Linked DNA regions of Gossypium hirsutum: region 1 is linked to region 2. The links are chromatin contacts, called in public Hi-C maps. All regions are on one chromosome and are shown on one strand. Each heading gives the region's core, a stretch centred on a gene start, on an enhancer-like site or on the middle of the called end of the contact. The rest is flanking DNA. Distances are from core to core; before and after follow the strand shown.

Region 1 (2,700 bases), core at 24-2,523, 160 kb before region 2:
TTCTAATTTATATGCTCTAACATAGAATTAATTACATTGTAATAATATTTTAATTTGATATATTTTATTTTTTTAATTTAACTTAAATAATTTTAATCGATTTGACTTTACTCTATTTGAACTTTGAAGATGATAAAATAAACTTAAAAATTCGATTAATTCGAAATCTTTTTACCCAATTTAACTTGTTTTAATTCAACACTCACCCCTAACCAACTTAAATATACTCACCCTTGATCACCTTAATATTTAAGGGCCTAAATAAATTCAATGAGATTAATTCATATTCAAAGGATTTAATTGGGCACACTATTCAACAAGAGAATTTTATTTTTAAATTATTTTTAGAGGATTTATTTGACATTTTAGCCTAAAATTTATTAACATATTTTTATTTTGTCATCTTGATATAGAAGTGGTCTATATGATAGATAAATACTTGCATGCTTATAATTTAATTTATTTGTATTATCAAAATTAACATTTAATGTTTTCAATCACGTCATTGATTTATAGATAAATTTATGTGGATTTCAAGTTGATTGGAATGAGGTTTAGGGTTCAATGCCTATGGTTGGAAACCTTTTCTCTCTTTTTCCTATTGTAATTGTATCTAGGGATGACAAAATTTAAATAGTCCCATAGATTCTGAATCGATCCGCTCCATATGAAGTGGATTTTTTTTGAAAAGTGAATGTGGGGCGGGATAGAATTTTTTTTTCAGACAATAAATATGAAGGGATTATGATAATTATTTTGCCCTACCTCACTTCATTCTATTACATAAAATTATCATATTATATTTATATTTATCTATTAAAATGATAAAAATACAATACTATATTATTAAAAAATAATATATTTTATATTTAAATATTTTTTAAAGATTATTTTTAAATATTTACTTAATTTTAAAAATATTAAAAATAAATGGTAAAAATTAGATTAAAGCGGAGTAGTGAATTTCAAAATTATATATAATAGTGGAGCACGACATATAAGGAAGCAAAGTATATAAATATGGAGAGGCGGTGAATTTAGTAATATGGACTCCCGTTTTGCGCCATTGTCCTCTCTAATTGTATCACTTATATGATAGAAGTTTTAAGGGTTTGGGTTTTGGGGGGTTTACTGTCAACACACACAAAGACGGCCTTGGAAAGTGAAGAACGACCTCTGTTGTCTGCGTTTCAAAGTTGAGACCTTTGTTTAGTCTTCTTTTGGCCTCTTTGTCCGAGTATCTAACCTTGATTTCATTTCAATGCCCCAAAAATGTTGAATTCTTTTACCAAAAACATCAACGATTTCTTTAAGCTTTTACACATTGTTACGAACAATTCCTTCTCAAACAACCCATCACTGTTCTTCACTGTTCGACGCATCTCAAACAAAACCAAATCCCAAAACCCCCAATCTTTTACAGTCTCTTACCTCAGAACCAAACTTGGGTTCCCCCCAGAATCCGCTCTCAGAATCTCCAAATATGTCCATTTCAAAACCCCGGAAAAACCCGATTCCGTCATTGCATTCTTAGAGCAACACGGGTTTTCCGACACCCAAATCAGACAAATCATCCTCACCCGACCCGCTCTCCTCTGTTCCGATGTCGAGAAAACCTTCTTGCCCAAATTCCAGTTCTTTCAATCTAAAGGTGTCACAGGCCCTGAAATTTCTAAGCTCTTAGTTTACAATCCCAGGATTTTAAGTCGTAGCTTAGAGAAACGGATAATCCCTTGTTTCAATCAATTAAGCAAGCTTCTCCAATCTGATTCAAAGGCCATTACAGCTCTAAGGAGAAATCCGTATTTAATGGTATGTAATTTCGATACTTATGTGTTGCCTAATATCAAAACTTTGATAGATAATGGTGTGCCTGAATCGAATATCGTAACTATGTTTAATTACCATCCATGGTCTTTCGTTATGTTGCCGGATCGGTTTAAGGAGATTGTTAAGGATGTTAAGGAAATGGGGTTTAATCCATTGTTGGTTAAGTTCCTTCATGCTGTCATTTTGTTTAGAAAAGTGAGTAAACCTGCGATGGAGAGTAAGTTTGATGTTTATAAGAAATGGGGTTGGTCTGATGATGAGATTTGGGAAGCTTTTCGAAGGTATCCCGGTGTTTTGGAAGCGTCGAAGGAGAAGATCACGGCAATCATGGATTTCTTAGTGAATGAAATGGGGTTTCAATCTTTGATTCTAGCTAATCATCCGAGTGTTATCTCTCGGAGCTTGGAGAAACGGATTGTTCCAAGGGCCTTGTTTGCTCGAGAGTTGTTGTCGAAAGGTTTGATTAAGGACTTGAAATTTTCAGTCGTGTTTGGAACTTCAGAAAAGGTGTTTGTTCAAAGGTTTGTTAACCAATATAAAGACAAAGCTCCTGAGCTGTTAAAGCTGTACGAAGAAAAACTCAAATTCGCGGTAAGAGGCAAATATAAATCAAATTGAGCTAGTTGTAGAACGTAACATATTCGATTGAGCCGGTTTTCTTTTTATTATTGGATTGAATTCTTTCTTATGATCTAAAACTTGCTATAGATTTACTCTTGTTAGCAGCATTGAGAATCTTATCGTAGGTGAAACTTTGCAGACTGTTTTTTGTAGTTTAATTGTCTTACTTGTTCAAAAATGCAACTGTGACATGAGCCTCACTTTATTTGTTGGTTTAGTTCCATTGATGTTCATTTTTGATGCTCTGCA
Region 2 (2,700 bases), core at 62-2,561:
CATCTTTCCCTGAATACCTGGAGAAAGAAAAAAGTAAACCGAAAATATACAACAGAAATTGAACCATTTGAACTGAGTTCCCCAACTGATGGATAAGAGAGTGAACTTACAAGAAGGCTGAGTCACCAATCGCGTGTTCCCAGACAAACCGTCTTCTTCCTCCTTGAGGTACTCTTCATCTTCTTCCTCTTCAGTTATTTTTGATGCATGTCGACCCCTAATTTAACAAGTGGAAGAAGCCATTACGAGAGGAAGTCTAAATCAAAACCATTAGAGCATAAAACAGTTCCAATACTCCAAACAAGTCATTAAAAACCAATAGAAAGAATCCATCACTTCCAACCAGTAATATCATGGAAACAACAAAAACATGAGAATCACGTATTTCAACATCTTTAGCATAAAAGAAAACATGCATACCTTCCTTTCACCTTCTTTTGTGATGAATTTGGGTCACCTTTAGCAAAATGAGAAAACAACTCTGTCTGCTGCAAAAGATACTTCAACCGACCCCTTCCCTTATTATTCTGTCATTCAACTAAACATTAGCAAACCATAAATTAACTTAAAATGAACAGAATACAAACTTTTCCCCAGAATACGGACCATATCAGCGTCAATGTTAGCATTTTGAGTATCCAGTATTTCCTGAATCTTCTGCTTCTTTAGTTTCTGCATTTCTTTCAGTCTCTCCTTCTCTCGCTTACTAGTTTCTGGATCAGCCCCATTAGACTCATCCTAAACAAAAATAATAATCTTAAAATCCTAGAAATAAACAATAAAGTGCAGATTAACCTTTCCAGCAACTTACTAAAACCCTAGAAGCAAAATATATACTAAAACATGAAAACTAAAAGCTTAGAAATACAATTTTACAGTCATTAGCAAACCCTAGAAACAAATAGCAAGAAAACAGCTAAGTCCGACAGCCAAAATAGTAAAAAATCGAAAGCAAAGTAAAAGGAGAAAGCTAAGTGTGTCACAATCGTAAAATTACATAATCAGCATCATCGGCGTTTTCTTCAGGGACGGCGTCATCATCTTCGTCGGAGGCGTCGGCGGAGCGAGCAACAGCTTCAATCTCCTCCTCATCGTCTTCTTCGCCGTTGACCTGGGCGCTCATTCGCTCCTCTTCTGATGAACTCGAACCATTGTACAGTTCTTCATCGGACGACGCCGGCTTCGACGATTTTGCCATCTCTTCTTCAAGTTTATTAGAACGTTGTTGTTGTTGTTTTTCCCTCTTCAATGATAAACGAAAAGAAAAATAAAAAAGAGATGAATAAATAAATAAAATCGAGAGACCGACTTTGGGTACATGGAAAGGATACAAATATAAATTAGTAGGGTTAAAGCGCAGCCGTTCCATTTGGGAAACTTGAGGGTATAATTCTAGTTATAGTCCCTTTAAAATTTTAGATTTAATTTTTTACATAATTTGATCTCTATTTTTTTAATATGATCATTAGGTTCAAATTAATAACATTCTTAGTCATTTCCATTAAAGATATAATTTCGATTTTTTTCAAGACAACTTTAAGCATTCCCATGGCATGTAGATTAATTTGGGTTAAATATGATTTTATATGATTTTGACTGTATGATCAAATAATGATAATAATAATAAAATTCATATAATCCTTTAACAGTATCACGTAAAATTATTATCAATTTGGGTATGCATATGATTTTATAAAAAAAAACAGAGACTAAATTATGCCAAAGTAAAATAGATTAATTAAATTCTGAATTTTAACATAGTATAGGGATTAAAACTAACAATAGACCGTGGTTAATGTGTCAACTGTTAAGTGAGGAATTTCCCGCCACAAAAGGAAATGGAAATTTCCCGCCGGCAGCTCGGGGTTCGCGGTGCGTGGCGTTTGGGCTCGGACCGGGGCTACAAGAAATTATTACAATATTTATGAATGAAAAAGTAGAAAAGTTTTTAATTTGTCTTTAGTCATACTTTTAAAATTTTATAAAATATAAATTAGATGTTGAAATAAATTAAATTTACCCTTAACATTGAGAAAATATTATCATTTTAGATACTTCTTAACATTTTTTTCATTAATTCTATTAGTTCAAATTAAGTTCGAGAACTAATATTGATAAAAAAAATTCAATAACTAAATTAAAAAGAATTCAAATTTAAAGAATAAATATTGCTTTTTTACAATTCAACATAATCATAGGATGATAGTGAAAATAAAAAAAACACACAAATCACATTGAAATTAAAAAAAAAATGAAAAATAGTAGAATATAGAGTTTGCATGAAAGATGGAATCATAGGATGATTCACAATCACAAATATCCTAAACAACACTTAAACCCTCAAATACTGCAACAAGCAAGTTACTAGTTACTGGATTACAACGTTACAACAAGGACAGTAATAGCAAAAGCTAGCAGTAATATAGAGAGTTTTATTCCTATAATTCAAACTACTCCAGTGTACCAACAAACGGACCATGCTTGTTGTGTATTATACAATAACCTGCCATTGAATAATTAAAACAATGATTAGTGAGTTTTTGAACTTCCTGTCCTTAAAGAAGATGAAAAACTTGTTTCAACTTAATATATCTTAATCTCCCCGTAGAGAAGAGATCCTGTTTACACAATTGGGTGACTTAGGTTCAGGGTTTCAGCTTTCCACAAGAATAGGGATGCCATAATAAGTGGTGAGTGGTA

What was found. A called contact is a pair of places that touch in the nucleus more often than the background predicts.
Region 1: a contact with region 2 is called in a Hi-C map of leaf, with 2.0 times the contacts expected there. The contact joins the promoter of LOC107938297 here to the promoter of LOC107939655 in region 2. A contact is called at or near these places in 8 of 34 Hi-C or Micro-C datasets (callus, fibers and leaf).

The regions. Positions count from the first base shown.
Region 1 is chrA02:6,966,405-6,969,104 of Gossypium_hirsutum_v2.1, reverse strand. LOC107938297 (transcription termination factor MTERF6, chloroplastic/mitochondrial) reads left to right here and starts at 1,273. Exons shown (of 1, transcript XM_016871394.2): 1 at 1,273-2,448. The coding sequence starts at 1,273. The coding sequence ends at 2,448.
Region 2 is chrA02:6,805,085-6,807,784 of Gossypium_hirsutum_v2.1, reverse strand. LOC107939655 (ISWI chromatin-remodeling complex ATPase CHR11) reads right to left here and starts at 1,311. Exons shown (of 25, transcript XM_016873015.2): 1 at 998-1,311; 2 at 607-738; 3 at 421-527; 4 at 111-217; 5 at 1-17. The coding sequence starts at 1,198.